Linked DNA regions of Gossypium hirsutum: all the other regions are linked to region 2. Evidence: chromatin contacts called from public Hi-C data. All regions are on one chromosome and are shown on one strand. Each heading gives the region's core, a stretch centred on a gene start, on an enhancer-like site or on the middle of the called end of the contact. The rest is flanking DNA. Distances are from core to core; before and after follow the strand shown.

Evidence for each region. A called contact is a pair of places that touch in the nucleus more often than the background predicts.
Region 1: a Hi-C map of leaf shows a contact between it and region 2, with 4 times the contacts expected there. The contact joins the promoter of LOC107951418 here to the promoter of LOC107951423 in region 2. A contact is called at or near these places in 3 of 34 Hi-C or Micro-C datasets (callus, fibers and leaf).
Region 3: a Hi-C map of leaf shows a contact between it and region 2, with 4 times the contacts expected there. The contact joins the enhancer-like site here to the promoter of LOC107951423 in region 2. A contact is called at or near these places in 12 of 34 Hi-C or Micro-C datasets (callus, fibers, hypocotyl and 2 more).

The regions. Positions count from the first base shown.
Region 1 is chrA02:20,780,372-20,783,906 of Gossypium_hirsutum_v2.1, forward strand. LOC107951418 reads left to right here and starts at 2,148. Exons shown (of 2, transcript XM_041087224.1): 1 at 2,148-3,116; 2 at 3,232-3,535. The coding sequence starts at 2,603. The coding sequence ends at 3,254.
Region 2 is chrA02:20,335,967-20,339,278 of Gossypium_hirsutum_v2.1, forward strand. It overlaps LOC107951423 (kinesin-like protein KIN-7N), which reads right to left and starts at 1,937. Exons shown (of 17, transcript XM_016886473.2): 1 at 1,727-1,937; 2 at 1,559-1,648; 3 at 1,344-1,462; 4 at 1,135-1,248; 5 at 969-1,050; 6 at 816-883; 7 at 657-734; 8 at 411-553; 9 at 223-325; 10 at 23-103. The coding sequence starts at 1,871.
Region 3 is chrA02:20,763,162-20,766,412 of Gossypium_hirsutum_v2.1, forward strand. No RefSeq gene overlaps it. Among protein-coding and RNA genes, the nearest start is that of LOC121210892, 12 kb to the left of the region's middle. Within about 2 kb of position 1,765, at least 2 of the 9 cell types and tissues checked have an H3K27ac peak or open chromatin away from gene starts, as enhancers often do. A contact at or near this core is called in leaf, where this site is marked.

The sequences.
Region 1 (3,535 bases), core at 898-3,397, 440 kb after region 2:
AAAGTGTTTAGTATAAAGCATTTTTTTAAAAATGTCTCTTTCTGAACGCGTTTTTTTCATGTGAGTATAATAATAATAATCTATTTTTTAAAATAATGTAAAAAAACTTAATTGCTAATTTTTATATAAAAAAAGTGGCATTTACCGTTAATTTTGCCCTTTTTCTTATACAATACTCACTTTTCTTATAATCTCAACCTTTTTTTAAACACGTTCAAAATCATATATATTCTTTTAATTATTGCAATAACGATCGTACTAACTAAACTAAATCCTCAATGGTAGTAAAATTTTCAAATATTTCACGTCGAATGGAAAACTCTCTGAAAGTAATTGACAGTGATGATGATTCGTGGCTATCTGAGGATCGCAATACCAAGAAAGTTAGGTTTAAATATGTTTTCGATGGGGCTTCTGTGGATATGGCTGTGGACTTTGGTCCACCTTTGAATGCGGCAACATCATGGACAGACAAACTTTTTGGGACTGGTTCGTCTGGGACTAGTCAGAAAGTTGTGAGATTTGAGGAGGGAAGTGATGAATATTTTATTTTGTTAGACGATGATATCATAAGGTCCACTGTTAATGGAATTCCGGCAATTGAGTTCTTTGATCGAGTCAAAGAAATCTTGTATAAGGAGATGGAGATGATAGTATTTTTAAAACTACTTTGCCGAAATATCAGTTATGGTGTTCTTTTTAATCGAATTAGTAGCCTGTGGAAGCCTATACAATTATTCCAATTAGTGGATATTAAGAATGGGTATTTTTTGGCTAAATTCCAAAACTAAGAGGATTATGACAAAGTTCTTACACAGGGACCATGGATAATTTTTGGGCAAATATTTGACAGTTCAACCATGGACAAAAGAGTTCTCTCCCCTTCAACCATACCCAAGTGTAGTTATGGCATGGATCAGGCTACCCGGATTACTGGGGTTTATGTACAAAAGGAAGATTCTCGGGGCAATTGGAAGCATGATCAGTAAGGTTGTAAAGTTTGACTTTAAGACCGATAATAGAACTAGGGGCAAATTCACTAGAATGGCTCTGTTTATCAACCTGGATAAGCCTCTCATCTCTCAAATCTGTGTCAATGGTGAAATACAACAGGTGGAATATGAAGCCTTACCAACGATCTGTTTTACCTGTGGAAAATACGGGCATGTGAGGGAGTTGTGTTCCTTGTCGAAAGAAATATTGGGCAAAGATAGTGACAAAGTGGTGGTCGACGACGGTTCTAACAGTAACAACAACGATCCAGGAAAGGTCTCTGAACCAACTTTCAGACCTTGGATGTTGGTAGAGCGTAAATCCCGATGAAGATCGGGGGATTCTTGTGATTCTAGTGGTATGGCTGCTGGAAAAGGAAGGTTAGGCTCTAGATTTAATGTCTTTACCATTGAAGGCAAGAAGACGGGCGGTGAAGAGGAAACGATAAAGGCAGATTTAAAATAATTAAATCTTCAAGTGGTGGAACCTGATTTGACCACCCTTGATTCTAGGGGAGAAGATTTTATTAAATCTTTGCTACCTCTGCATATTAAAACTGTTAAAAATTCGGGCATTGGTTCAGATGCCCAAAAGAGGACTTGTGACCTGGGTCTGGATTCGAAAGCCCAAAAGAACATAAATATTTCAGAAACTAAGCGCATTGGGGGGGAGTTCATTCAGGCCATGGTAATGACAGAATAAGGCTGAAAAGCCTAGGGAAAAAAGATATTGATTGATAGCAGGCCGAATGGGTTTCTGGTTGGGCCGTCATCTAAAGAAAACATAAATGGATCACGTCAGCAGGCGTGTCAAACTAAAGCAACTCCCTCTGTATCCAATGTTCCTACGAATATGGAGACCACGGGTAATCACGCTTTTAGAGCGGTGTAAAAGCCAATCAGGCCGTTGTCTCTTTCCAGGCCCGTTAGTGACCAGCAGGCCTCTCCTACATGGACCAATGTCGAGAATCCCCAGGTTTTTCCAAATCTTAATTTAATTTCGACTAACCAAGAATTTGGGTCTATTTTGTTGAATGCAGGTAACTTTGAAAACCATTATAACCCAAAATTACAAGCTAGTAAGTCGGGTGATATTAAGGCACATTTCAACCCGGCCTTTGAAAGCCCAGTAAAAGTTGATGTTCAGCTGACTGATAATATTTTAGACCACGAGAAACACTCTGCTGTCACTTTTAAAATTTTTTTAATTCATTTGATCAGTCTAAATGTCGTATTTTTGAGCATATAAGTACAAGTAAAACGGAAAATAAGGATCGAAAAAGTAATGAGAAATTTGGCATTACTAGAGGAACGCGCAAAAAAAGTAATGATTTAAAAGGAGGTGGGAATCAATTTAAAGCTTCTGCAAACTTACGGGTTTCTTTAGCTGATTCTATGAAAGAGGTGGCGAAGCTTATTTCCTCTGACCTTTCAAAGGAAGCTGAAATGGGAGTACGTGCTGATCCTGAATCTAGTGGATTGAACGATTCCGGGCATTAATGGTATGATTTCTTTACTATTTTCTATTAATTATGAATCTCTCAATTTTTTCTTGAAATTGTCAGGGATGCGCCAATGCCAAATTTTCTCATATTTTTTGAGAGTATAATATGGAGCATAGACCCGATATTATTAGCTTGTTGGAAAATAGAGTTAGTGGATCCAAGGCAGATAGAATTATTGCAAAATTGGGATTTCAATTTTTACATCGTGTGGAGGCTATTGGTTATGCTAGGGGCATTTGTATTGGTTGGAACAAGTCTGTTAAAGTGAAGATTCTACAAAATCATCCCCAATTCATTATTACTCAGGTTTGGCATAATTCTTCGTCAATTCCAATATTGATCGGGTTCGTTTACGGGAGTCCTAATCGTCAGAAGCGAAAAGACCTTTGGCATGAATTGAGAGCTACTATACCTGTTGGGCAAACTCCTTGGATGGTGATTGGAGATTTCAATGCTATTCTTTCCTCTGATGAGAAAAAGGGTGGCCTTTCGAATGGAAAGAGGTGTCCCCGTTTTGGTAATTTTGTAGACTTGTCTAACCTTCATGATTTGGGGTTTAAGGGACCTCCTTTTACTTGCTACAGGGGTCATCTGTTTGAAAGATTGGATCATGCTTTAGGTAATGAGGCTTGGGTAAACTATTTTCCAAACAGCTTAGTTACTCATCTTCCAAGAATTAAATCTGACAACCGTTCTTTTCTCTTCAACTTTAATTTTGATTTTGCCTTGCCTAGGGGAAGACCTTTTAGGTTCTTAGCAGGATGGGTTGAACACTCTGATTTTGGAAATCTTGTGAGACATCAGTGGGTCTTTCAAGGGAACATGTCTGCTTCTTTAAATAAATTTACTGCGAATCTCAAAGAGTGGAATAAGACCATTTACGACCATATCACTACTCGTAGGAGAAACCTAATTCATAAGTTGTCAACCGTTCAGAGGAAAATGAACCTTTTAGGTTCCACTCATTTAGCTCTTGTTGAAATAAAGATAAGAAATGAGTAGGAAAATGTGTTACATCATGAGGAACTTCTCTGGAAA
Region 2 (3,312 bases), core at 687-3,186:
GCAATATAAGAAAATGACCAACCTCATTCACTTGAGCACAATTAGTAACTCGTTTAGCTCTGCTAGCAAAAAGGAGAGTTCCCTTCGTCTCCTCAATATGAATCTATAATAAAATTAAACCAGAATGCTCAGTTGAGAGTCATTTTCATCTCCCCTTCTCAGAAAGATAAGAAAACCAAAAACAAGCCACTGAATAACCACATACAGTCAAAGTAAGCGCACCTCTTCAGGAGCTACAGTACATATAATTGAAGTTTTCGCATTCCCTCCTAGAGCAGGCTGGAGTATGCGGGTTAATTTACTATCACGATAAGGAATATGTGCCCTTTACATGTCAATAATTCATATAATTAGAACATAGTTATTCTATACAAATAAGTTACTTCTCGCAGGATAAGCAAAACAAGTACCTTTGTTTTGCACTATCACTAAGTTTGTTAATTACATTACCAAGAACCATTAAGCTCTTGTTAATATACTTTCCTTCCTTCAAACGTACTCCACCAGTTCCAGTCTTAGCAATCCGCTCAGAACCAGCCAAATCAACCAAATTCTGCTTTCAAATAAAGGAATTAAAATAACATTCATAAAACTAATGGGACAAGGTATAAACTAGATAAAAGGGGGGAAAGTCTATAGTAATATAAGGTACATACCAAAACTGAGACGCGTATGGCATCACTGCTTGAATAATCACCAAAAGAGCCTGTATCCTTTCCCTTGCTTTCTATCACCTAGTAATGTAACATAAATACAACGAATATTAAGAGTAAAGTAGTAATGTTTATGTTCAACAATATGTTAAAAGAACATACCACTCTGAATATTGTATGAGACCTACTACTTCGTGCATTCATATTTGTCTCACCAAAATGCCTATTAACTGTAAGGAAAATGATTTAAACAAATTATTAAAAATAAACAACTACCCAGTTAAACCAATGGCAAAAAAAAGAAGTTTAAAGGACCTTCTCCAGACTCCAGGAGCTTCATCACTTGTTCAGCATTGTTCACAATTTCCTCCCTAAGACCCGCAACGAAAATCCCACGCTAAAACAAACAAGAAAAAATCTGTTAGTTTTGAGCATTATGGTACACATTTGATACGGCATCAAAGTTTAATCAATGGCTGACCTCTAAATTCTCATGAATCTGCAATTTCTGATTCTCTACAGCGAAAAGGTCGTTAATTTCTTCATTGTAAATTTCCATGTAGGAAACTCGGATGAGAAACTCTCGATCAGAGATCTGGGAATTGAATTCAACAACAAGAAAATCAAAGCCAAAGCTTCTAAAATATGTCGTTAACTGCTTCGGGAAAGAACCAAATTTCGTTAAATTACAATATTTATTTTCTGAAATATATCGTTAACTGCTCGATGAATAATTCCGGGATCGTTAGATGAACCGTTCATAGTGAAGGTCTTGCCGCTGCTTGTTTGCCCATATGCAAAAGAAGTTCCTAAAACATAAATAAAATTGTAAATCATATACAAATTAATCAATTTTTATACCAGATCATCAAAATTAGGGCTAAAAAAGGGGATAAAATTTAAACCGTTAAAGCCGTCCACAGCAGCATGAATAATATCCTTAGTAAGAAGCTCGTAAATATCTGAATTCGAGCAATTCTCATCGAAGACATGATCTAGAAACACAAAAAAAAATTCAAGGAATGAGAATTGGAATTGGAAAGGTAAAAAGGATTTGGGAAATGAAAATTTACCGAAAGCGTAAGAAACGCAGGAAATTGGGCTGCCGTGGAGCTTGTGAAGAGAGATTTGATTATCATCGACTCTCCAGAAAGTTGAAGAAGAATTTTCATGGCAAATTGGAGGTCTTACTCTCACTGCTACGCAGATCTTCTCCATTTTCTTTTTAAACGTTGAGTTGCAGAGCGAGAGCTAAGGCGGGATCTTTATGCATTGTGAAAACGGGGGAATTTGTATTTGAATGTTTTGGATTGACGGAAATGCCCATAAAATGGAGGATTGGATGGGTATTCGGACCCTAAAGAACATGTCTACTGGCCCAGTTTCTTTGGGTAAGAGAATAGCCCACATGCCTCAGTTGGATGATTGTATCAACATTACGAGAAGCCCATGTAATTTCCAAGGGCCAGCTTAGATCCTTTCCACTTTTGTAGTTCTTAATTGTATAGAATTCAAACAATGGTATACAACATAATTGTAGTAGAAAGTTCCACCGATAAAAGACTGCAATTATATTGTTTTATGTATATATTCAGAAAAAAGTTAAAAAAATTTACTTTAGCAAAATTAAATATTTATCTTTTGAGAGGCAAGTATAAGAAGAATAATAAAAATGGATAATGATAAATTCTCTCGATACTTCTACTTTCAAAAACAAAGTTAACTCTAACTAGAGTTGACACGTGGATAAATTTTATATTGCCACATGGAATTTTTTTTTTGGAAAAATGGTTAATCAATCAAGTCTAAGGACTTGAAAAAAATTATATCAAAGAATTTATGAAAAATGCCAAAATTAGCATATCTATTTTTAACCAAAAAAAAACCAGATGAAAAATATTTTATTAAAGAAATTAAATTAAATTAACGATGAAAAAAAAATCAGACAATTTACAAGAAAAAGCCATTTTTTTAATATTTATGGAAATGGGCCAACTTTTTGATTATTTACTGGAAAGTACCGAATTCCTCGAAAGTGCGTCCACGTCAGCACGATGTCAGGTGACATGTTAGAAAAGCGCGTCTCTAGGGGAGAGTTTTGCTCCTTTTTTTAGGGTTAGGATTTTTTTTGCATTTAGGGTTAGGATTTAAGGTTATTGTTTTAGTGTTTAGGGTTTAGAGTTTAGGGTTTAGAATTTAAGATTTAGAATTTTTTTAAAAAAAAATCAAAAAATTAGGGTTTTGGGTTTTGGGTTGCTTAATTACATTAATTATTAGTTTAAAAAATAAATTAGATTAAGGTTTAGGGTTAATTAATTAAATTATGGATTAGTTTTTTAAAATAATTTTGTGTTTAGGGTTATGGAAAAAATATATTAGCAATAAAAAAAATTTCTACAGTAATTTTTGAAAAAATAAATTAGAGAAGACGTATCTGAAAAAATAAATTAGAGAAGGCGTATCTAAAAAAATAATTTTGCGAAGTTGTTTCTGAACAAAAAGTGTTAAAAATGCTTCAAGCAGGATGCACTGTCAGCAAAAGTACTGAAAAAAGCTCCCACGTGGACGCTTGTTTTCTACAGTAATTTCTGAAAAAATATTTTTGAGAAGATGATTCTGAACAAATAGTGTCAAAAATGCTTCAAGAAGGATGCACTGT
Region 3 (3,251 bases), core at 515-3,014, 430 kb after region 2:
CCATCTCAGAATCACTCCCCAAGTTTCCCATGCTAGTTAACAATTAATAAGCATGTTAGATGCCTCCTCCTACTCCAACCCGCTCCAGCGGCAAAGGAGTAAATCCGCTTCGCTGATAAGACTCCTTTTCCAAGGAAACATTCTGTTGTGATGCTATCATGAATCACCAACCAAAGGAAAAGCCTTGGAACTTTTGGTGGTACGTTCAAGCGCCAAACAATCTTAAGAACTCGGGAATCGGAGATCATTAGATTATCCTAGTAAAGCATCCAAGACACCTTTTTAACTGAAAATTTTCCTTTAGTATCCATAGTCCATATCAACTTGTCCTCAATACCAATTTTCAACCTGATACTAGCCACTTTCCCCACAAGCTTATGTTCCCAAATATATAGAGCCCTTCGAAAGTGAAGAGATAAATGACCCTCAACAGAAAGAATATCAGCCACCGATGAGTCTTGCTGAGATGGTAAAGAGAACAAACTTGGAAACAAAGATGGCAAGTAAAATACACCCGCCCATTGATTAAGCCAAAAATGCGCGCATTCGTCATTACCACTAACCTATTTACAAGCATTTAATAAGCATGGAAAGGTTAGAAAGTTAGAAAGATAAAAAGAGTGACTATAAAAATAGTGACTTTTATTTACCTCACATTATATTTTAGTCATTTACGTTTAAAATATTATGTTTTAATTACTTATGTTATTGTTTTATTATAAAATGACCACTCTATATTAAATTCCGTTACCTCCCTACCAATAGTTCTACATAGTAATCTAAATGGATTTTAAATGACAACTTATATATCCAATTGCTGGGATAAAAATAGATTTTTAATTAAATAAATTTAATTTAAACTACCACGTAGGACATCTAAGTTGGCATTTAAAACCCATTTGGATTGCCACGTAGGACTGCCGTTAGGGAGGTAACGAAACTTAACAGCAAAGTGATCATTTTGTAACAAAACAATAATGTAAGTGACTAAAACATAACATTTTAAACATAAATGACTAAAATGTAATCTGTGTCAAACAAAAATGACTATTTTTATAATTTACCTAAAATAAAAATATAATTTTTTTATAGATGTGTAGAAAGAAAATGGTCATACATTGTTTTGAAAATTTGAAAATTTGAAAATTGAAAGAAAATAAAATAAATTAATTGAAAAAAGGTATAATTTTGATCTAACATGCATGTTTCTCATTTTCTCTCTTGTGAGTCTATTTGACTTTGGAATCATTGAATGAGAGCTATGAAATAATTTCGAGCCAAAATTGATTTTTATTTTAAAATTAAGTAAAATTAACTTTAAAATTAAAATAAAACTTGGATTTAATAAAATTGATTTTACAAGATTTGGATTTGAATTGAAAACTAACAATTAAATGGAGATTGAGTTTAAATTTTATGTTGAAATAATTTATAAGTTTAATTAAAATTTAGGAAATTTGGCATGATGAGGGTGGAAATTGGGATATCCAGTCCAGGTATGGTTTTTGGAGAAAATTTGTTTTTAAATAAAATCATTTTTATTCTAATTGTTTTATTTTTAAATGATTTTGAGAAATAAAACTACTTTGGATTTGGTTTTTAAATATATATTTTTTAAAACCCATTTTATTTTAAATTAGGTAAAGCCCAAATCTATTTACTTAAGGTTTAAATTAAGTCAAGTCCAAGTTCAAATCGGGTCAAACTCAGAAGTACAAGTCCAATCAGCCTAGGAGGCCAAACGGCCCACGTCTTTATGAAATTTCAGGTTAAGGTTTTGAAACCCTAAGGAAGCCGCCGCGCACATGTGGTAAGGGAAGAGTCAAAGTGCATTAAGTGGTATTTACTATCACGTTTGTCATTCATTTATATTTTTTTTTCTTTTTCATTTTCATTTTCATTTTTTAAATATCAATTAAAAATATTTTTAAAATACAAAAAAATTGAAAAACACAAAAACAAAATGGAAATATTGAAAATCCAATAAAATTAGAAAAATTGAAAGAAATAAAAAAATCAAAAAGTGAATATTTGAACAAATTTTCGTGTAGAATCGAATAGATAGAATTGAATGAAAATGATGAAATAAGATAAATGGGTGGCATTGATAAATGAATGCGTTTTCTTGATAAATACAAAAAGGACGTGAGAATTACTTTAAAGTTTTTTCAAGTAACTATTTAATTAATTAAATAATTGAAATTTGAAAATGTAATTAAATTAAGAGTAAATTATAAAAATAGTCACTTTATTTTGCCCCAAATTACATTTTATTTTTGAAATATTACGTTTTAGTCACTTACGCTATCATTTTGTTACCAAGATAGGTTTAGAAGTTTAAGTTGAAAGAAATTGACAGAAGATAGTGAGGAAATTAAGGTTGTTCGAGCTAACAGTGGGAACTCCAAGAGCCTACCGGATTGTTTGTTATTGGAAATTTATGCACATTTTGCCAATAGGACGAGTCCTAGTGTCATGGGTTGCGCATGGGAACCTGCAACCATGACGAACTTGTACGATCCATTGCATTCGAGGGAGGTCATTTGGCCTAATCAGACCAGTCCATTACTTTGAGAGATTGAAAGCCCATCTCCGGAGCTTGGCAAATACGGAACGTGATCTTCAAAGATATGCTTGGCAAATATGGAAGAGGATCTTCAAAGATATATGATCCTAGACATTAAGTGTAATCTTTAGAAGATACGATCCTGTAATCTTAAAGATTTGATATCTAGATAACTTTAAATCTTAGCCATTAATGTATTTCAATCTGTACCGTTGATATTGGGAAGGTTTAGCTATAAATAGAGGCATCTCCCCCTCATTGTAATTCATTTAGTAATTAATAGAATTTTGAGAACATTCACTCAATTTTTTCTCTCAAGTGTTCTTGTTTTTCTGTGGCTTTTGTTCATCTTTCAAGTTCGTTCTTACTTCGTTCTTCTGCTATGCGGGCTTTAGAGGAGTTCTGTTGAATCCTCAATTGTTGCGAGTTAGGCTGACTTAGGCATTTTTTAGCGAAGAAACTGCCTAAGACCTCACGGATTACTTGTGAAAACTCTAAGTCCATGCAATTGGTATCAGAGCTAGCGTTGGAAGGCACCGTTGAAAGATGTTGAAAGAAGTTGCTAAGAATGTTGATGGAATGGAGACTCGTGGAGGGCTAAGAAAGCTATCCGTTCGAGGGACATGCTGTCAGCTTTAGAGGATCAAGTCGTCACTCTCGAGGAATCTATGGGGGATTCTAAGGA